Regions from separate parts of the Mus musculus genome. Here all the other regions are linked to region 5. A link is a contact called in public Hi-C and promoter capture Hi-C data. All regions are on one chromosome and are shown on one strand. Each heading gives the region's core, a stretch centred on a gene start, on an enhancer-like site or on the middle of the called end of the contact. The rest is flanking DNA. Distances are from core to core; before and after follow the strand shown.

Region 1 (4,452 bases), core at 423-2,922, 710 kb after region 5:
TTACAAGGTCTCAGAATTATAGCACACAGGCAGGCAGGCAGGCAGGCAGGCAGGCAGGCAGGCAGGCAGGCAGTCTCTCTCTCTCTCTCTCTCTCTCTCTCTGACATAGAAATCTAGAAAATATCCTCCCTCCCTTTTTTTTTTTTTTTTCCTTTAAGACAGGGTTTCTCTGTGTAGCCCTGGCTGTCCTGGAATCAACTTTATAGATCAGCTGGTGTGGAAATCAGATTGGCATTCCTCTGCCTTGTGTGCTGGGGTTAAAGGAGTAAGCCCCCACCGCCCAGGTCTAGTAACTCTTTTAATTAATTAATTAAATGTATGTGAGTACACTGTAGCTGTACAGATGGTTGTGAACCTTCATGTGGTTGTTGGGAATTGAATTTTTAGAGTCTCTGCTCGCTCCGGCCCAAAGATTTATTATTATACATAAGTACACTGTAGCTGACTTCAGACGCACCAGAAGAGGGCGTTCTCATTACAGGTGGTTGTGAGCGCCACTCCCCAGCTCATCTAGTAACTCTTAAATGAACTAATGGATGCGTTGGGCAAGTGTGATGTCTACTCTTGATCCTCAACTTGATTATATCTGGAGTAGCTAAAACCCAAGCAGCTGGGCTCACCTGTGAGGGATTTTTTCCTGGTTGGATCATTTGAGATAGGAAGACCCTTTTTTTTTTTTTTTTGAGCCAATTTCATTCTTTTTTTTTTTTCCATTTTTTATTAGGTATTTAGCTCATTTACATTTCCAATGCTATACCAAAAGTCCCCCATATCCACCCACCCCCGAAGACCCACCCTAAATCTGGGCACCTTCTAGCGGCAGCCTGGAAAAAGGACCTGGAAGAAGCAAGCTTTTGCTCTTTGTCTGCCCTTAAGTTTCACAGGTAGGGTCATTCTTTCATTGTATTATAGCCAACTTCTTCTGAATTCCAAGGTATACTGAAGACCAGCTGAAGCATCCAGCCTCGTGGACTGACAGTTGGACTCTCAGACGTTATATCCGGAGACAGCCATTGTTGGGCTACCCCGGCCACAGCCTGAAAGTTACTCTAATAAATTCCATATGTGTGTTGTATGTATGTATGTATGTATGTATGTATGTATAGATATAGATTTACTCTATCAGTTTTGTACCGCTGAGAGTTCTAATAGTGAAGGATATTTGAAGGGTTAAAAAAAAGTTTAGGAAGAAATTTCCACCGGCTTGACAGAACAGCTGAAGCTTAAAGTCCTCTCCCTTGAAATCTGGGAATTCCCAGTATAGACAGGGATTCGTGTCTGTAGAAATTCCCTCGCATCGAAACTAGCCGGGAGGGAAAAAGGATTTCCTTAACATAGGAGCGATTAGATTGCTGGTCTTTAAAAAGATCAACAACGGCTGTGATTCGGTAACAGAAAGAAGAATGCGTGTGATCGACAAAGACCTTCCTTAAGAGAAGCTCTAGAACAGGTCGTGTTGCTTTCTCCCAACTCTGGCCACCAGAACAGAAAGGCAATGGCCTGTCCCTTTAAGAATCTGGTGGCAGTCGCTTTCCTCTCCCCGCCCCGCCTTCCGCGGCACCGATGGCCTGGACGACCGTCCCTTTCTTCTCACGCGACTGTATTACGGGTCAGTCGACCCATCCGTCACAGAGGCGCGGTTTATGATTGGTTGCTGCGCTTCGGGCCGCGAGGCGGGGCGGGAAGGCCGGAGAAACTAGTTTGTTGGCAGCGCCCGTGCGGTTCGGCTACGGGATCGCGGCCGGGACTGGTGAGCCGGCCGGGGGCGGCGGCAGCGGCGGGGACTGCAGAGCCTGTGGGGCCGCACGGTGAGGATCAGGTCGGAACTTGTCACCGGGACAGCGAGCGATCCTGCTCGAGGATCGCCGGGCAGGGCGTAGGACCGCAGGCCCAGTTCACTGGGTCGGGGAAGTGGGTGCTGACCTGGGAGCGCCCCTCGATCGAGCTTGGGGACCCCGTACTGTTATGTTCAGAGCTCCCGCCAAGGGAATGAATTGTTTTCCAAACGGATGTTACGCGCAGGAGCGGCTACCCTCTCCCGGGAGTGTTTGATTCATTGAGTCCGCTGATTCTCTTTTTTAAAAAAATTACTATTGATCCTAGAAAGAGGAAACTGCTTGTCTTCGAGGATGCGAACCGTGCAGCTTTGTGCACACACCTAGCCAAGGTCCCCGCGACTTGCTTGTACCTAGCCAGGGCCGAGGGGTTAAACCAGGGAAGAGTAGACAGCAGGGCCTGGCCGTGTGGCCCGCAGCATAGGGTCCTTCCTGTCTGGAAAGTTGTCTATCAAGGGAGAGTGGTGACACTCCCGGAGCCATACGCCCCTACCTACCCAGGTGGTGGCCGATCTGGCAGGGCCGTAGCAAGTAGTCCACCCCCCCCTCCCCCCGCCATCCCATTCCCCTCCTCCCATGCGTTGCCCTGGCGCGAGAATTCCGCTGTGGTCTGCAAATCCCCACTGGACTAGTCTCCTTCATAGCTGTATTAGAAGCTTTTTCCTACTCGGGAATTGTGCCTACTGGGGCACCAGACACTTGGGTGCAAGTGCCTCAAGGACCTCAAAGTGGATTCTCACAGTCTTACTTTTTTTTCTTTTTTTCCTCTCCCGGTTTTAGTCTTGTTATAAACGTCAGGCCAGCCTTGAGCATGAAATCTCTGGTCCCAGTCTCCTGAGAGCTGGGTTTATAAGCAAGTGCCACCTTACCAATCTGGGAGACTTTCTAGAGACTCGAGCACAGGAAGTTGGGGGGAGGGGCGGACTCTCGGGGGCTTTGTAGTTCATCTGTACTTTGGGGAGACCAGAGGCCAAGTTGCTTTGGCCAAGGTTCATTGGGCACTAGTTCTCCCTCCATGCTCAGGGCAGGACAAGGTATGCCAGATGTCTGGGCTCTTCACCCCTGGAGTAAGACGGGGAGGGAGGGGCACTTGGCACCTGACCCTCTAGTTTGCTGAGCCTCTTTCATAAGCGGCACAGTTATGCTGGGAGGACTTTTTATGGGTGTTGCTGAAAGCTTGTGTCAGGGGACAGAGGAGGGAGGACCCACGGTGCTCTTATCCTACAGTAGATTTGGTCCCTCTAAGACAGGGTTGTGGAGATCACAGGCTTTGTCTGTGGAGATGGGCAAAGTCACTTTTGTCCCAGCCCTGTAATTATTGATATTTCAGCTGAGTCCTTTATCAGCAAGCCAGTCCAGGGAGATTGTTCAAAAAAATTGTGGAGGATGGACAGACGAAATCTTTTTCATGGGCATCGAACTGCAACTGGGTTCCTTGCGCCATGCAGCGGTGCAGGATCCGTGTGCAAGTTGTGTGTTCCACGGTGGCTCAGTTCCTGTTGATGGCATCTTAAGCCTGTGCCACCAGTGTAGGGAGAGAAAAGTAGGAAGACAAAAAGAAATGCCCCCGTGTGCGCTGTAAAGTAAATGCATCCTTCCTGTCTTAGAGGGAGGAGGGCGGCCTGGAGCAGTGAGCTTGCTATGTATGCAGAGACGGCTTTAGTCAAACTAATCATTTGAGCAGATGATATTGAGACCCTGCTTTCAGAAAGGAGGAGGTGCTGGCTCATGGATGGGGACCTTGATACATCAGTTTGCAGAACCCCAGGGAGCAGGTAACAGGAAGCTGGAGAGAAGGATGAAGGCTTCTTGGAGAGAGAAAAGGAAAGCCAGCATGAGCCTACCAAACCTTCATTCCATGCCCTGGTTGCAGCCATTTTTTCTAGCCATCCATCCACACTCTCCCAGGGCCAGCTCTAGGATGGGCAGCTGTCCAGGTTCATTGGAGGACCTGGCTTCCCAGCAGCTTCTGGGGGCTCCTGCTCACCAGCTCACTGCCTGGGCCCTGAGTTCTTTATTAGCTGGCAGTGTCAGTGTGCCCTGGGCAGGACACACACACACACACACACACACACACACACACACCCCTATAGAGCTGGCACAAGCCAACAGTGGTGGGCCACAAATGAATTGGCCGATTGAAATGCTAATGCAGTAAGTCCTCTAATGTGGTAAATTTCATAATTGAGTTGCCTTGCTGATCTGCCAGTGAATCCTTTTCGAGGCCAGGAAACACTTGGGAGCTATGTGAGGATGGCCAGGCAGAGGCAGAACTTAAGCATCCCAGCGTACAGAAACCGCATCCCAGCAGGACTTGTGATGAGTCTGCTGCTGTCTGGCTGCCACTGCAGGCTTTTTCTCCTTCTCAGCAACCGTGCCCATGCCCTGAGAACCCTCTGCTGGCACCAGCTCTAAAGACATCTGAAGCTGACACCTGCCTGCCCTGCCAGGTGTCTCTGGGGCTTGTTAGGACTTGGGAGCAGACACTAAAGGGACAGAAAGGGACTCTGAGGTTGGCAGGGCTGCCCCTTAAGTCCCTTCAGCACAGGGTGAGTGGAAGGAGCTCAGGCTCTGGTTGACCTGGGTTCAAATGCTGCCCGTGTCACTGTGAGGCCTC
Region 2 (4,351 bases), core at 463-2,962, 600 kb after region 5:
GAGCAGGAAGACCTCACTCAGTCCTTGAGCCTGGTGAAGGATGTGATTGGAGCCGTGGACAGCAAAGTGGCAAGTTACGAGAAGAAAGTGCGTCTCGGTGAGATTTACACAAAGACAGATAGCAAGTCGATCATGAGAATGAAGAGTGGGCAGATGTTCGCCAAGGAGGACCTAAGACGGAAGAAGCTGGTGCGCGACGGGAGTGTGTTTCTGAAGAGCACAACAGGAAGGCTGAAAGGTATGACTGCATCCATGTCTGAGCCTGGGGAGAACAGGAAACATCCAGACACCACTCAGGGTGACAACAGGAAGTAGACTGTTGGGGAAGACATACTCCCCCAGAGAGGTGCCGAGTGGCCATTGTGGGATCAGGTCAGTGGCAGAGTTGTCTGAGTCAGGGACTATGAGTCTGTGAGGTTGACAGTTCATCTTTTCCAAAGACCTTCTGAGACCTTAGAAAAAGGCAAGTCTCACTTACTTTAACTAGGTTCGTTATTACTTTATGATATTCTGTCTTTCATTTTTCTCTAAAGCAAAATAGATCGTTAAAGGTTTCTCATTTGTTTTTATGAGTTCTAGCTATTCATCGATCACCTATGATAATTGAAGGAAGTTAGGGTTTTGTTTTGTTTTTTAACTCATCAGTATATCTTACCTTTATGAAAGTGAGTTTTATCAACCCTTTCCTGGATAGGCATCCTCCCTATGTAAGCTCTAACTTCCCAACAGCTGCAGGTATTCCTGCCACAGTCCAGGGCTCAATGAGCTGAAGATCCACACAGTCCCTAGTTGCTCTCTTGTCCCAATAGCACTCGGATATCAGGAGGAGTATTCCCTTCCCAGCCGCAGGGGCACGATGGTGCTGATAGGTGTCTGCTGCCAAGCACACAGGTATTCTTAGCATAGCTTTAACATGCTTAGGAGACAGTACAGAAGTCCCTGCCTGGCAACTGGCTTCCGACATTCGAGAAAGAGAGAGGCACTTGTTCTCCAGTGTGGTGGGTGCTAGAATGAGAGGAAGGAAGCCTGGCAGAGAGGTAAGGCTTGAAGATTGAAGAGAAGGATAATACTGGAGGATGGAAAGCATGGCGTCAGGAGGGCTGGAGAACCTAGAGAGACTTCAGAGAGTGATAGGAGATAAGAAACATAAGAAACTGCTGGGATCCAGCTGCCAAGGTGCCCTGCACATGCTCAGGAGTTGGCATTTGGTGCTCTTGCTGGCTGTAGGGCATGAAGTAGGCTCACAATGGAAGGGTTTCACATGGAGAATGGGTGAATTCAGTGTTATGTGTTTGGTTTTTTTTTTTGTTTGCTTGCTTGTTTGTTTGTTTTTTTCAGCATAACTATGGGTAGTATAGAGTACACTAGAAGTAACAATGGCATTGGAACTCTGGGGGTTTCAGAAAGCACTCACCAATGCCTGCACAACAGTGGGGAAAAACATGGATAGTTTTTAAAGTGTCCCTCTCCACTAGTGAGTAGTGTTTCAGATACCCTGAGATGAGCCTGAATGAAGGCATGCCTTTCTTCCAGCCCTACTGTTCTGTGGTGGTCTGAGGGCACTGACCCAAACCCCTTTCCACACCACCACTTTGAGGCAGTCTTTCAAGCAGGCTGCCAGTTCAGAAAGGCCTGTCCTTATCCCTAGGACCTAAACTTGCTGGACCTGCCAGTCTAACTCCAATACTTTATACTTCTCCTTTATGAGGCGTTTACTCTCAAAATAAAAACAAATAGGTTCCAGCTGTTGGAAGAAAGCTGTGGTTGGACCAATAGCAGAACAATAAGTTTCTGCCTAGAAATGCCTGCACTAGGAGAACAGTTTGCTGCTTAGTTGTTTTCACATCCTAAGAAATGTGTGCCAAGGACAGCCAGTATTGTATCCAACACCCTGTCGAAGGGGTGGAATTCTTCTTCTCTGATCCATAACACTGATCATAAAAACCTCAAAACCCAACAAGTTGAAAACTATGCTTTTAGAACTTAGTTTAGGCAAATATCTGAATTATTTTAAAGTAAACCTTAAAAAAAAAGAAAAACTTGTCAAAACTAATGCTAGTGCACGGAAAATTACTGTTGTCTGGTCTGAAATTTTACACATCTTAGCTCCTGTTTGCTGTGTGGCGTTGCAAGGAGTTGTAGTGGCAGAGGTTGAAGAAGGGATGATGGGCTGCATAAATCACCCCACTGTTTCCCAGGGAGCCATCAGCTACACTTTCCAGAGGGAAATAATGGAAAGGGTCAGCCTGGTAGTTCTCACCAGCTGGCTAGATGTGCGTTTTCCCTAAGGGGATAAAGGAAAATGTCCCTCTGTATGCCTAGAGGACTACTCACATCGGAAGGGTTTTTTGGTTGGTTGGTTGGTTGGTTGGTTGGTTGGTTGGTTGGTTGGTTGGTTGGTTTTTTAAGTTCCAAGATCCAATTAGAGATGTTGAGTTGTTTTGTTCCATTCCAGGGATAGAGATAGTGGCAGAACCTAGATCTACTTCAGGGTTAGACACCGCTGAACTGCGCACCAGCCTGTTGGTGGCTTTGTGGCTTTGTGGCTTTGTTTGTTTTTCAAGGCACTGTCTGTCCTGGAACTCACTCAGGCTGGCCTCAAACTTAAAGAGACCCAAATGACTCTGCCTCCTGAGTTCTGGGATTGAAAGCGTGCACCACCACCCTGATTGTGTGTGTCGTGTTTAACATTCTGCAATGTATACTCAACCTAATTCAGACAAAACAAGCATTGTTTTGCCCTGAATATCCCTTAAATTAATTTTCTTGGCATATGAAACAATAGGTTTCATTATGATACTTAACTACACATCCATGGCTGTTTATTCTGCCACCGCCTTCTGTTGGTCCTCTGTCCCCAGATAGTCCTCCTTCAGCTTTCCTAGCATATATTACAGATAGCTAAATTTAGATCTTCATATGAGAGAAGACATAACATTCTTACCTCCCCCACTACACTATTTTCTCCCACACATGGTTTTGTCTTAATGGAATGGAGGCGAGCTGGCTGCCAGCTGTAGAAACTGAACTCACTTCCATCTACAAAGCTACAGCAGCCTGCCATACATATGTCTGTGCAGGTGTTCTGATTTTCTTTCTGTTGGTGTGACTGAAAACATTCTTTATGAAGAGCAACTTAGTGAGGAAGAAAGAGTTTATTTAGCTTCCACTTCCAGGTAACAATCAGTAGAGGAACTTAAGGAAGAACTGTGAGAAAGGCTGGATGTTGGTTCATTCTCTGTCCTGCTCAGGGGTGCCGGCTTAGCTAACTTTGTTACATGGCCTAAGATCATCCAGAAAATTGCACTATCTACAGGGCCTCCCACGGAAATTAATGATCAAAACATTCCCCACAGACATAGCCACGGTCATCCTTGACCTAGGCAAATCCTCAGTGGAGGCTTTCCTCTCAGACAACTCTAGGCTGTCAGGTCAACAATTAAAGCTGTCTGGGATGGGATGGGATGGGATGGGATGGGATGGGATGGGATGGGATGGGATGGGGTGGGGTGGGGTGGGGTGGGATGGGATGGGATGGGGTGGGGTGGGATGGGATGGGATGGGATGGGGTGGGGTGGGATGGGATGGGGTGGGGTGGGGTGGGGTGGGGTGGATGGGGTGTGGTAGGGTGGGGTGGGGTGGATGGGATGAGATGGAATAGAATGGGTTGGATGGGGGGATGGGATGGGGGGATAGGATGGGATATTGGGGGCAAGGGGTGTCTTCATCTTTTGCTTTGAAATGTCTCTGGCCTGTTTGTGAGGGGTAGCATAGAATCTCAAGTATCCCAGGCTACTTACAAACTCAGCGCAGGGTTACCTTGAATCCCCCAAGTGCTAGGATTACAGGTATGTACCATCACATTCTATTTTATGCAGTGCTGGGGATTGAACCCAGTGTGAGCCCAATAGTCTTGTTCTCTAAGGGGTATGAAAAAGGCTCTGCTTTGTCATACTTAAGTATTGCTATGCATCATTTCTGGGCAGTTTCCTAGCTGCTCTTTCCCATTAATATAATGAGAAATTGGAAGAGATTTCTCAATTGTGAAAATTTCTCAATTTCACAAGTTGTGGGCTGTAGATTTAGCTCTCAGGTAGAGTGGTTCCCTAGCATGCACAGAACCCAGGGTCTCACCTCCACACTAGAGGAGAGGAGAGAAGACAGAAGAACATTTCATGGAGGATGTTGGTAAAGGTTGCTTGCTATTTATCATTGGTTCAAGTTCACCTTTATTCTTTTTTTTTAAGAATTATTTCTTTTATGTATATGAGTACATTGTAGCTGTCTTCAGACACACCAGAAGAGGGCATCTGTTCCCATTACAGATGGTTGTAAGTCACCGTGTGGTTGC
Region 3 (4,354 bases), core at 1,430-3,929, 550 kb after region 5:
ACAACAAATGTGTTAATAGTTTACCCACTGGAGAAAATAGGGGCATATGGCTTCAGACCATAAGTAACTTAGGGAGAAAACAATAACCCTTTGGAGCCGGCATCTATGAAGTTAATTATAGCAATTGACTGTACCGTTGTCCCAGAACAGAAGTAACTATATAGCTTCAGTATACATCCAAATAAAGTTCCAGCTGGCTGCTAATTGAAAACACAATCAGTTACAACTGTATTCTTCTTTCAAAGAAGTTCTTTCAGTGTAGTTATAGCCGATGTGTGCATTATTCTAGTTAGCAACTCCAAAGAGGGTAGACAAGATAGCCTTCTTCTTCAGCCTTATTTACAGAAAGTGACCTCAAAATCTGCACCTCAGAACTCCCTTTTAAAATTCCAAACCCTGGTACTTTTCTCAGCATTTATGCCCCAGTGTTTTATGTGTCTCTCTGCAGCCAGTAATGCTCACTAAGCCATCATCTGGCCAGGTGTGCACAGATGGTGTGCTCATTAGTGAAACCAGAGCTTTCTGGATAGAAGTGTATCCAGAAAGTTGTTAGAGTCAACCAAAATATAATTGAGTATCGTTTTATCAAGGTCCACACGGTAAGCACACAGCCAAGTCACTCACTTCCCATTCTGAAAACTCCTTGTGCTTGTGCTTTGTGACATTTGGCATTAGATGAGTCAGATTCTGGAAAAATTACTTTTATCACATCAGTGAAAGCATACACACACATAGATGATAAGATAAATATGGTCTGTACATATGGTATATTGAGAAAACAGCTGAGAAAATGATGATATCTGATTCAACATTAGATAAGTTGAATGAAGTAGGGAAATAAATGCATCTGGTGTTCTTTTTCAGCATCTAATACCACTGGGGCAAAGATGAGTGGTACTTATCTGCTCTGCCTTCTTGTAGATACTTTGAGTAGGAAACATAAAAATAAATATACAAGTTAGAGGGATATTTGTAACCTCCCATTCTGAGACCTACAAACAGTGACTGAACTATTGTGCTCTGTGTTCAGTTTCAGTCTGGAAGGCTTGACAGGAGGAGGTGTTGGAAATAAGCCATCCTCGTCTCTAGAAATGAGCTCTGCAAACTCCAGCGAGCTCAGAAACCCTTTCGGTGGTGAGGAACAGAGAAACTCTTTGATGTCACTTTCAGAAGAACATCTGGAGCCAGACCAGAGACAGCATCATAGGATGTTTGATCAGCAGGTAAGGCTAAAATAAGTATGGAATGCTGATGGGTGTGGTAGTGGAATATTACCCCCAAATATGACCTCATTTTTGTGCTTTTTATTAGTACTAGTAAATACTAGTACTTACCTATTAAATAGTATCTTCAGTTCTAGCAATAACACGCTTTTAGAACTAAACATGAATATTTAAAAATACATCAGTTGGTCTGGAGAGATGGCTCAGTGGTTAAGAACACTTACTGCTCTTGCAGAGGACTGACATTTGGTGCCTAGCACCCACATAAAGTGGCTTACAGTCATCCATGACTCCAGTTCCAAGGACCTAGTATCTTCTTCTGACCTCCAGGGGCACCAGACATGAATGTAGCATGGATACATGCATTCAGATAAAACACTCTATACAAAAATAATAATAAATATAAAATATTATTTTTTAAAAAGAATACATTAATCTATACAGATTTAAATATTCCATCACAGCAAATGTTTTAGGATTAGGAATGTATTCAGTTCATTGTAAATTGAGTTTTAAAGTATATTGCATGTCATTATTAAATTTAGCAATTTGAAAATCCATGCCCCATGGTTATTCCCTAGAGAAAATATGGTCTTTGTGTCAATCATACTGCTCAAGAAAGTCTGTTGATCCCTCCCTTACCTGTGAGAGCTTCATGCCCCTGAGAAGTTTGGCAGATGACCTTTCTTTTAGTAAATGGTACTAATTATCATTGCTATCTTTCTGACTTAATCTTTCTAGATGAAGTCAACACATCTAGATAAATATCCGCATTTTTGTACCATGGTGTGCTGTGCTGTGCTGTGCTGTGCTGTGCTGTGCTGTGCTGTGCTGTGCTGTGCTGTGCTGTGCTGTGCTATGCTATGCTATGCTATGCAATGCATAGTCCTCATAGAGCTTCCATCTTACCTTTAGTTCCTCTTGTGCACAGCCTCAGAGTGGGTGTTGTGCTGCATGTATCTTTCTGATCTAGACAAGTTGCCTGCAGTCAACTTCCTCTTAAAAGTCTGCTGTTCTCGGAGGTCATTTTTCAGACCTCACAGTTGTATTTGAAACATAGCAACTGTTTGCCTCAGATTCCATGGTTACACATGGAACAAGCTCTAAATAATCAGAAATCTCTGGCCCAAATGAGTGAGTGCATGCTAGGAGGAGACGTTCAGTATCTCAATTTGTGTGAATCAGAAAAAGGCAGATTTCATCTTGTGAGAGTATTCGAATGAGCTGTCTCAAAATGAAAGACACATGAGACCCTTATCACCAGAAGTAAAAAATGGTTGCTTCCGGGATGTTAAAAGGAGCCTCTGCTTTTGCTTGGGCTACATGGCTTTTAAAATGCTATGGATTTAAATTGCCAGTAACTACTGAGGAAGTTAAGTTACTAAATTGCAGTCACCCTGTGTTCATGTACAGTCAATCTAAGAGGAAGTGAAAGAGATTTCGCCTCTTCCCAGATGCAACGCTGCTTTGCTACTGCTCTTGAACTGCTTTCTGCTCACATCTCAGTTTCCAAGTCCTTATAATCAGAATAACAACATGTCCTATTGTCAATCTCTGAAGACAGTTTGATTTTTCAAAGCAGCAGTGCTCTATGTAATTTGGTACCTCTGATGAAGTTACTTACCAGGTTGTGTGACCAGCAAATACCTAGTGAGTTCTTACTCAATTTGAAACCTTATTAAATGCTCTGAGGGATGGAAACCCACTGTAAATGGTGAATACTCACCAGTTCCAGGAGGAACAAGGAGGCTTAGAAAGCTAAGCAGCTAAGTACCAGTTAAGTGGCAGAGGCAGACTGGATTCCACTTCTTCCTTCACTAAGTTGGGTCAATGCAAATTCTGCACGTCTATATATATGAATATGTACTTAGAACTCATCCTCCATTTTTTTTTAATTTTGTAGACATGTTACAGGTCTAAACAACAGGGATTTAACTACTGTACATCAGCCATTTCTTCTCCATTGACAAAATCCATCTCATTAATGACAATCAGTCATCCTGGATTGGACAGTGAGTATATTACTTTTTTAAAAAAATTAAGTATACCTTAACTACTTTTCTTATCAATTTTCTTATTTTGGGATCTTATTAACTTCTAAAATGTGTCTGCTTCTTCTTTGGACTGTCTTTATACTTAACCATAACTGCTAAGATATCAGTTTTTAACCCTTCCTCTTGGTATATAAAAGCCTCTTTGATGCGTACATTATATTCATTATATTGTGGAGTTTAAATATGACACTATTTTTAAAAGGATTTTTTAAATAATTTCAGACTTGAAAATGGGTAAAATGACTCTCACTGAAGAAATACCTAGCAAGAAAAGTACATGGAAAAAATATCAAGAACTTGTGCATTCTTCCCTCAAATTACCAAATGTTACAATATTTCATATTTTTCCAGAATACTCCCTTTCTTTATCACTCTCCTTCAGAGCGTAGGTTTCTGTACCCCTAAGTAATTTAATATGTCTCTTAAAAACAAAGATACCTTTCTTATTACCTGAATCAGGGGATTAATCCTGATCAAATTAATCTAATATAGACACAGTTCAGTTTTTCTCACCTTTTCCTGGGTCCAGGATCCTGTCTAAGAACAGATGTTAAAATGAGTATTTATGTCACAGTAGGCTCCTTAAATCTAGAAATATTTTTCAAGTGATCTTGCTTCTGCTGAACTTCACAGAAGACAAATTAATTCTAGCAGTCAGAAATTTCAAGCTCAAGAGACAGAGCTGAAGAACATTTTTACTTAAGTACAGGAGGATTAAATCTGAAAATGACTACTAAAACTTCATGCAAATGCAGGTCAGTTGGCTGTCGAGGGTATATTGACACGTGGGATTTATAAACACAAGGCCTGTGTGCATAAAAAATGCTTTCAAGCATTTTAATTGTATAAATATTTGTTACCAACTTATTCCCTTAAGGAACCTTTTTTTATTATTAAGATTTTTGTGTAATGTGTATGGGTGTTTTACCTGCGTTTACATCTGCACCACATGCATGCCATGCTCACAGAGTCCAGAAGAGGGCATTGGCACCTCTGGAACTGAAGTCACAGATACAGCTGTAAGTTAACATGTAGGTACTGGAAATCAAACCCAGGTTATGTGGAAGAACAGCCATT
Region 4 (4,022 bases), core at 652-3,151, 530 kb after region 5:
AGGGTAGAAGGACTGTGAGCTGGATGTAGAAATTCAGCCAAGTCTCACAGGATTGAAGAAGGGAAGATTTGCCTTTAAAGCTATATAGGAAGAGAAAAACCAATGTTTTTTTTGTTTTACCTGCCTGCCTTCCTCGCTCTTTCCCTTCCTTCTGTTCCTAAACCCATCACAAATGCATTTTTTAAATTACACTTTTAGGAGGGATATGGGCCTCACTGCTCATGGAGAAGTCAGGTTAAAGATTCTAGCCCTAAAGTTAGCTCATAATGCCTGGAGCTGCATAATAAATAGTTTTAAAATTATCAAGCAATTATGTGTGCTTGTCTAACTAATAGTAAAAAGATTTTTTAGATTTATTTTTATGTTTAAGTATGTGTCTGGGGGTGCGCATGGAGGCAGAAGCAGGCGTTGAGTCCCTTAGAGCTGGCATTACATATTGTATAAGCTACCAACATTCATTCTGAGAAATGGACTTAGGTTCTTAGGAAGAGCAACAGACATTCTTAACTAACTGCTGAGCCGTCTCTCCAGCTTAACTTCTGTTTTTTAAGTTGAATAATTTTCCTTCAGGAAATACTTGCTTGCCTATCTCTTAGATATATAGCATGTGAACAGTTTGTTACTGGTATTACACCCTCTCTGTGCAGAAGAAAATTTATAAAAAGGACCTTTGCTAGATACTGCACATTTTTTCCCAGGGAGAATAGACAACAACTGTTTTTAAAGCTGAAGCCTGTAACTCAGACAAACTTCCACCTACATTGTAAACTCTTCAGTGCTTTAGAGAAAAGCCAGGCAGGGTGAATGAACTTTCACCTCCTCATGAGTGCGTGGGAATGTCCAGATGGCCTGGGACCAGGTCAGGGTGGGGGTGGGGATGACCAAGAGTCCTTGGAATAACTGAGTTTCCTAGTGTTGATAAAATTAAAGCCTACTTAATAATATTGACAAGTCACTCATTCACCTGAATATTTCTATATATGTTTATCTCATTTCATAAGTCCAGCAACCAGATTTTTTTTTTTTTTTTGTCCCTCATACCATACAAGTAACAGAGGTTTTGATTGGTGTGCTGGCTACTTTTATGTCAACTTGATCCAGACTAGAGTCATTTGAATAGAGAAGATTAGCATGGCCCCTGCAGAAGGATTTGTGAAGTGTTCCATATTTTTCCAGGGTGGGAGTGGGGGAGCGCCCTCTTAGAGGAAAGGGGGGGGGAGGGATGGGATAGAAGGGTTCCAGAGTGGCTAAGACAATTCTTCATTTTCTTGATTGGTGATTGATGGGGTAGGGCCCAGCTCACTGTAGGTGGGGCCACTCCTGGGCTGGCAATCCTTGGTGTAAGAAGGCAGTCTGAGCAAGCCGTGTTGAGCAGAGCCTGTAGGCCTCTTCCATGGCCTCTGTATCTGCTCCTGTCTCTGGGTCCCTGCCCTGTTTTGAGTTCCCACCTTGACTTCTCTCAGTGTTGGACTGTCATACAGATATAGAGTAAAATAAAGTCTTTTCTCCCCAAGTTCCTTTCGGTCATGATATTCTATCAAAGCAATAGAAACCCTAAGACAACTGGTAAACAATTTTGTGTAAAATAACTGAGTGACTGAGAAAAACTAAGATTTGCATCGAGGCCTGACTCTTAACATCTCTTCCCTATCTTGTTGCTTTACTTTCAGTTTCTTCAGCATGGCTCTAAAAACCAGCTGGTAGACAGACCCTCGATTCTGCTTTCCTAAAGTCATTCTTACAGTGTGTGCTGTGCAGCGTCAGTTACTTGGTGTCTTCCCAGGGCCTTAAGTTCTTCTCTTTCAGTCTTCTGGGGTTTGGAGGGAATCTTTAGGCGAGCCATTGCCACATGCTTTCCTGTGAACTGTGAGTGGTGCGTTAGCTCACTTCCTGTAGCCATGGATTTATCTTTAGCCCTTCCGAGGTCTCAGTAACAACACGAGCCTCCTGGGAAATGTGACTCTTTGGTGAGTGTTGAGGGCTTTATGTTTATTCTTACAAATATTTGCCTGTTCCTAGGGTCATTTTTAGATCAGCAGCATAAATTTATACTTTGTTTTTAAACTGAGATGAAATCCTGCAATTCTTTTTGGAACTATCTGAGAAAGAAAGTATGTAATCATAAAATAATAACTGATTCAGGACTTAAGATTCTTAGGTAGAATACATAAAAACATAACATGACTTGGGGCATGTCGTGAGTGTTTAAAATATTAGTTGTTTTTCAAGGCAGTAGTATGTCTTATGTATAATATAAATAATAAATACTAGCTGAATAAATGAAAGGCTATTTATTGGCAGTATTAAACATGATTCCTTTAGCTATAGTAACTGTATAAAATTTGTGGTAGTTTTGTCTTTGTTGTGTTTAGCAATATAGTGTTTATCTTTCTATAGATACAGATATAGATAGTATAACTTTCTAAGAGAACTAAACAGGTATTTCCCCCTAAATACTGTTATAAAAGTACAGGAAAAAAAAAAGGACTGTTGAATTTTGCACAGAGCACCCATCCATTTATCTTCCAGCCGCCATCATTTTTATTATGTTTACTTACTACATAAGTGTGTTCTCTTTACCCCATCTTCCTAAACTTGATGATAGATTTCAAAACAAATTACAGATATTTCCGTACACAGGTGTAAATTCTTAGAATCAGTATTCTTCTAAGGTTGATGAATTTGAGGGAGACACACTATATATAAATATATGTATAACTTGTGTATATAAACCCTAAAAATTCATTTGTTTCTGGTTTTTCAAGACAGAGCCATTTTGTGTAGCCTATACTAGAATCTGCTCTGTAGACAAGTCTGTCTTAGAACTCACAGAGATTCACCTGCTTCCTCCGCCTCTAGTTGCTAGAAGTGCTGGAATTAAAGGCATGCACTGCCACTGTCTGGCTTTGGTTGATGGTTGGTTGGTTGGTTGGTTAGTCAGTCGGCTTTTTAAGGCAGGGTTTTTCTGGGTAGACCAGACTGTTCTGGAACTTGTTCTGTAGACAAGGCTGACCTCAAAATCTGCCTTCTTCTACCTTCCGAGTGCTCAAATTAACCACGCGCACCACCACCACCTAGCTTGGTCGTTTTTGATAAACACACCCACTACCTTTGTAACCTGGAGCTGCATGAACACATAGGCTATATAAGTATAACCATGGAAAGTCTCTTTACAAGGCATCCCTTCTCAATGACCAACCCATCAGAAGGAACAAAAAATATTCCCCATCAAAGATTTTTCTCTGATTGAGATTCTCATATAAATGGCATATATAATGTCACATAGATGGCATATAAATCTGAAGAATAGTGTTTCTCCTTTACAGCCCTGGGAGTGAGGTTTGGAATTTGTAGTCATCCAAGAGACAAGCTGTCTCACAGACTGGCCGTGTGTCTCTCTCTCTCTCTCTCTCTCTCTCTCTCTCTCTCTCTCTCTCTCTCTCTCTCTCGTATTCTCACTAGTGATGTATGAGAATCTCAGTTATTCTACATCCTTAGTAACAAACAGTTGTTTCCACTGTTACTGTTTCTGGTATCCATGCAGTATTATCTCATTATGGTTTTGATTTGTATTTCCTGACAACTAGTGATATTAAACAGATTTTCACTTGTCCATTGGCAACTCGTGTGTCTTCCTGTATAGAGCATCTGTTCATATCTTTGCCCATTAAAATAATTGGGTTATTTGTTGCTACCGAGGAGTGGATGATATATATCCTGGATACTGTTCCTTTATTAGATCCATGATTTGCAAACACCTTCTCTTATACCATTTGCCTATTCATTTATGTAAAAATGTCTTGGTTAGCTAAGATTTCTAATTTGATGAAGTATAATTTAATAGATTCTTACTCAGCTTACTGCTTTGTGTGTCCTTCCCAGTTGCTTCTCTGCTCCCTGTCTTCATGTTTTGCTTTAAAGATTTGTAATTTGGGGCTTTTATTTTCAAGATTAAGACATCTCTCAGTATTATATTTCTTTTTTTCTTTTGGCATTCAATATTTTTATTAAACCAATACATT
Region 5 (4,170 bases), core at 1,339-3,838:
CTATTTTGTGCATTTATGAAATTGTCACAGAATACATGAATTTTGAAAAGAGTGTGATCCTAAACAAACAAAAAGAAGTTGTATAATAAGCATGTGCAAAGCAAGGAATGGAAGTGCACAGTTGTAATCCCAGCCAGAGGTGGAAGCAGGAAGATCAAGAATCCAAGAGCATCCTCAGCTACAAGGCAAGTTTGAGACCAGCCTGGCCTACACAAGGCCCTGTCTCAGAAAAACAATCGTAATAACAATTAATGTACATTATATATTTTAGCTGAAACGTGACACATACAGAAGACTGTCGTGCAATGCTTACAGATACAGAATTACACTGGAAAATACACAGAGGCATGCACAAATATATAGCACCAACTCCTGACAATGGTGGTCTGAAGAACGTAGCTTAGAGCGGTCTTTCTCAACCTTCCTAATGCTGTGACCCCTTAATACAGCTCCTCATGTGCAGACTCCCATCACACAATTATATCCTTGGTACTTCATAACTGTAACCTTGCTGAACCACAATGTAAATATCTGACGTGTAGGAGAGCCAATATGCAACCCCCAAAGGGGCTGTGAGCACAGGTTGAGAACCGCTGTTCTATGATACAGTGCATGCTTCATATGTAAGAGGTGCTGGCATCAACTCCAAGTAACTTCTCTTCACAAGAAGGAAACACGGTTCACAAAATGAGTACTTAAAACCTAAGCTAATGACCTAGACGTTATGGTTTATAAGGCTGAGTACCCCAAATAGTGTTGTCTGTATTATTCCCTAGTCTCTCAAAGTACAGAATATTCCACCATAAAAAGAAGGCAATAGTTCTTCAAAGGTGATAGGATTACAGAACCAATAATGAAGAAGAGTCTTAGGAGCTCAATTAGGCACAAAATAAGCCTCCGATAGTCAACAGGTTTCTTATGTATTTGCAATCATAAACCTTTTATTGGGAGAAAGAGATCCTGTTTTCAGTGCCCAGCAAAAATTACAAAGTGCCCAGAAAGACTGTCAAGAAGAATGTATACGTGACCCACACAAAGCAAGAAGTGGTACTGAGAAATTCTACCACATAGTTTAATATGTGTTCCATATGTGAACGGTAACCTTCAAGTGCAGGTTGTGAGACGGACAGCCCAGTATATTGCGGCAATTGCCTATGTTCACCACCTACTGTTGGCATTTGCAAGGGACTTTACTATATTGAAATTAGCCACCATTAGTGTTAAAACCCACATCTTATTTATGTGCTACTAAAAAGGGACCCTGGTGGCATCGTGACCTTTCACGCAGTGCATGGGATCCACCTTTGCTCACTGCCTGACTCTGCCTCCCCCTCTGCTTCCTGCCATGCTCCCAACCTCATTTAATGGTGAATCACGAGCCTCGTTTGCACTCTGAGCTACTCGCAGCTGACCTTTAATGGAAGCCCTGTTGACTTCATATGACTTTTTAATAAAAAGCCTTTCTATTCCTCAATGGCAAGTCACCTCTGTGAATGGAGGTGCAGTCCCACTGCAAACCCAACCCCAAGGGTTCAGAGTACAGCTTCAACTTCCCTTCTGCCAAAAAGAAAAATGGAAATCAGGTCATGGCTTCCTGAACTCTCACAGACAGGAATCAGGCACCTCTCCCTGGTATCCTTCCCCACACTAACCCACTCACAAGCGGGTGCTGTCTCCTTGAAGCAGTCCCATCAATTAGTTAGCTACTTAGTTAATACATACGCAGACGGGAGCCCAATCTTTCTCTTAATTACTAGTAAGGGTAACCTAACCTGGCATTTTGGCTAAGAATTATAAAATATGAATTTAATCCTTTGCCTTTCTTGCAATTTGAAAATCTCACAAACTCTGAGGCAAACACTATGTTGGAATGCAGAGAGCACTTATGTCCCATAAAATGTACCAGTGGCTGATCTCTTGGCGTGGGGCCAAAAGTGGCCTGTGCACTTTGATTTCTTCTTGAGGTCAAGGTTTCTCGGAAGGATAAGGATTGGCTTTCAGTGGGACCTACAGTACACGGAGGGAGTCTGAGGCCCTTCATTTTCGCCATGTGTTTACTCAGTAAAATAAAGCATTTTCGTCTACATTTTAAAGCAACATGTGCATGATGTCATGGGGCGGGGGGGGGGCGGGGAGGCAGGGGGACGGGGCGGGGGGGTGGAGGGGAATACAGGACAAAAAGGATGCCTAGGAGGATCAACAGCTTGGGGCTTGGAAAGAAGAGGTATTGTTATGTTCTGACCACCAGGTGGCAGCATAACACAAAAGACAAAAGCATGGTAAATTTTCAAATTTGTCCATGAAGACAGATACGTTTTGAATTCAATCAGCTTCAGAGGGGACCCCGTGACAGTGCCAATTTTGTGATAATGTGGTGGATAGGGAGTTAATGGCACTGGGAGCGATGTGTCTAAGCCATAGCACCTCCAGAAATTCCGCATAATTCTATGGTCACTCACCCACCACTTACCTCAGTGACCTTACTAGGTACAATTTCAGAGGGCAACTTCAAGGGGCCCATGCTATCCTGGAGAAAAATATGACCTGGAGCCTATCATATGTCCTGCCTTTGTCTGCTACTTCACCTCCAGGGGGCAGCCTCATAGAGGAGATGCAGCAGTCTAAACTCTCCACGTCATTTGTCCCGTACAGAGGGAGATGAGTCAAATGAACTGAGCAACCTCACAAAGACATAAGCAGAACCTTTCTAAAACTCCAGTGACTTCTCCCCTAAGAACAAGACTCCCACTGACCACAGAACATACTGGTCTACCTTCTGAGGTAGTATCATATGAAGAATAACAAAAATGAGTTTCATAATAGCACAGAGAAGCTTCCAGAATCAAAGGGAAAGCTCAACGACCAGGCCACAGATTTTTTTTTTGTTTTTGTTTTTGTTTTCAGGGACCTCAGCATTAAAAGTTGTGCATCCATTATTTCCCAGTGCAATGGCAAAGCCCGTGGTCACTCACACAATGACAGTCACATCCTAGGAGCTTGCTAAGCACAGTTCAAGCTCAAAAGAGGACACGCTCAGCCCAGTGGCACCAGATGGAATGTGGCTTTCTGTAGTACCCTTTCATCAAAGGATCAAGTTCTCAGAAAAGACAGACACATTGGTCACCTTCTACCAAATGTCATGTTATCTTATAGTCAGGGCACAAGGGGGGAACCTCAGGGGTGGGTACAGTACAGAGTCAGCCCTCAGGGGACTATAGTATCTCTAGCAGTAAGGATGGGTTGTGAGGGCCACTCTATCCTTGGAGTCCATCCTTAGTACACCGAGCTCTCAGCATCCCAATGCTCTCTTCCAAGGGAACCCCATTGACTGCCACTCAGGCCCAGGGGAAGCCCGTGGTTGCACACTTACTTATCGTTCACAAGCTTCCCATGTTGGTGGATCTGGTTTTCCATGGTAAAGTTGATCGTGGCGCCATGCACGTGCTCACCAAAAAACACCTTCATTTTAGACTTATATTCTTCATCCTGGAAATAGCGGATCATGTCGGGGAACCACACCGTCAGGCCGTAGTAACTGCAAGAGAGAAGGAGGAGAATCTAAAAGGCCCCCCCGGACTGGCTCATTCTTTCAGCAGTGGAATCTGCATCCATGACTTACTGTAGACCACAATTAATGTAGTAATCTGGTTCATTATTAGCAAATGGAAAACAAAATTCGTCACATTAGCACACCTAAAAGACGGAAGAAAATGATATTCTGATATGCACTTGATTAAAAGCTCACAACAACAAAGCCTACCAGTAGATTAGGGACTGGTGGGCCCTTTTCTAACCTATAGAAAACAGATCTTAACTCAAAAGCCAGAACTGTAGTAAAAGGAGACACGGTAAAGATATTCTCACTGGGTGAGGACCGCATGCTCCGCACTGCTGACTCGGCAGCACTTAGACAACCCGAGTAGATGAAAGACAGAAAAGAGGAAGGGGGCTGAGCAAAGAGGTCAGTGGATAAAGTGCTCACTGTGCAAGGTTGAGGGTGATTTTCAGATCCCCAGCTCCAGCATAAATCATAGGTAGACAAGATGGCCTGGAGAGGTAAGCACAGGGAATCCCCAGGACAAGCTGGCTAGCCAGACTAGACAAAATCAACAAGATCCAGGTTCAGTGACACCCTGCCTCAGTAAATAATGTGGAAACAATCTGGGAAGA

The links. Promoter capture Hi-C pulls out the DNA fragments that hold promoters and counts their contacts. Hi-C and Micro-C count contacts between places; a contact is called where the count stands out from the background.
Region 1: a promoter capture Hi-C map of pre-B cells shows a contact between it and region 5, with 3 times the contacts expected there. The contact joins the promoter of Klhl25 here to the enhancer-like site in region 5. A contact is called at or near these places in 9 of 39 promoter capture datasets (the C10 cell line, cranial neural crest, embryonic stem cells and 6 more), 1 of 484 Hi-C or Micro-C datasets (large pre-B cells) and 13 of 115 datasets of contacts at active chromatin or transcription factors (the 230-238 cell line, T-cell acute lymphoblastic leukemia, astrocytes and 9 more).
Region 2: a Hi-C map of uterus shows a contact between it and region 5, with 6 times the contacts expected there. The contact joins two enhancer-like sites. A contact is called at or near these places in 2 of 15 datasets of contacts at CTCF or cohesin (large pre-B cells and pro-B cells), 46 of 484 Hi-C or Micro-C datasets (B cells, CD4 T cells, the CH12 cell line and 23 more), 5 of 115 datasets of contacts at active chromatin or transcription factors (acute myeloid leukemia, astrocytes, embryonic stem cells and 2 more) and 1 of 9 other capture datasets (embryonic stem cells).
Region 3: a Hi-C map of uterus shows a contact between it and region 5, with 3 times the contacts expected there. The contact joins two enhancer-like sites. A contact is called at or near these places in 1 of 15 datasets of contacts at CTCF or cohesin (large pre-B cells), 4 of 484 Hi-C or Micro-C datasets (bone marrow-derived macrophages, nephron progenitors, pre-pro-B cells and 1 more), 3 of 115 datasets of contacts at active chromatin or transcription factors (acute myeloid leukemia, large pre-B cells and pro-B cells) and 3 of 9 other capture datasets (adipose tissue, embryonic stem cells and liver).
Region 4: a promoter capture Hi-C map of pre-B cells shows a contact between it and region 5, with 5 times the contacts expected there. The contact joins two enhancer-like sites. A contact is called at or near these places in 10 of 39 promoter capture datasets (the 3T3-L1 cell line, the C10 cell line, the HPC-7 cell line and 5 more), 1 of 15 datasets of contacts at CTCF or cohesin (large pre-B cells), 1 of 484 Hi-C or Micro-C datasets (olfactory sensory neurons), 3 of 115 datasets of contacts at active chromatin or transcription factors (acute myeloid leukemia, astrocytes and large pre-B cells) and 1 of 9 other capture datasets (embryonic stem cells).

What each region holds. Positions count from the first base shown.
Region 1 is chr7:75,846,666-75,851,117 of GRCm38.p6, forward strand. Klhl25 (kelch-like 25) reads left to right here and starts at 1,673. Exons shown (of 3, transcript NM_001122780.1): 1 at 1,673-1,808. It overlaps Gm51489 (a long non-coding RNA gene), which reads left to right. Exons shown (of 3, transcript XR_003946804.1): 3 at 935-1,047.
Region 2 is chr7:75,730,374-75,734,724 of GRCm38.p6, forward strand. It overlaps Akap13 (A kinase (PRKA) anchor protein 13), which reads left to right. Exons shown (of 37, transcript NM_029332.1): 26 at 1-238. Among named protein-coding and RNA genes, the nearest start is that of AU020206, 50 kb to the right of the region's middle. Within about 2 kb of position 1,713, at least 10 of the 459 cell types and tissues checked have an H3K27ac peak or open chromatin away from gene starts, as enhancers often do. A contact at or near this core is called in uterus, where this site is marked.
Region 3 is chr7:75,684,087-75,688,440 of GRCm38.p6, forward strand. Akap13 (A kinase (PRKA) anchor protein 13) reads left to right here. Exons shown (of 37, transcript NM_029332.1): 13 at 1,031-1,223; 14 at 3,127-3,235. Among named protein-coding and RNA genes, the nearest start is that of AU020206, 96 kb to the right of the region's middle. Within about 2 kb of position 2,680, at least 115 of the 459 cell types and tissues checked have an H3K27ac peak or open chromatin away from gene starts, as enhancers often do. A contact at or near this core is called in uterus, where this site is marked.
Region 4 is chr7:75,667,785-75,671,806 of GRCm38.p6, forward strand. All of the region lies in intron 10 of Akap13 (A kinase (PRKA) anchor protein 13), which reads left to right. Among named protein-coding and RNA genes, the nearest start is that of AU020206, 110 kb to the right of the region's middle. Within about 2 kb of position 1,902, at least 106 of the 459 cell types and tissues checked have an H3K27ac peak or open chromatin away from gene starts, as enhancers often do. A contact at or near this core is called in pre-B cells, where this site is marked.
Region 5 is chr7:75,132,928-75,137,097 of GRCm38.p6, forward strand. It overlaps Sv2b (synaptic vesicle glycoprotein 2 b), which reads right to left. Exons shown (of 13, transcript NM_153579.4): 9 at 3,371-3,535. Among named protein-coding and RNA genes, the nearest start is that of 4930533N22Rik, 100 kb to the left of the region's middle. Within about 2 kb of position 2,589, at least 13 of the 459 cell types and tissues checked have an H3K27ac peak or open chromatin away from gene starts, as enhancers often do. A contact at or near this core is called in pre-B cells and uterus, where this site is marked.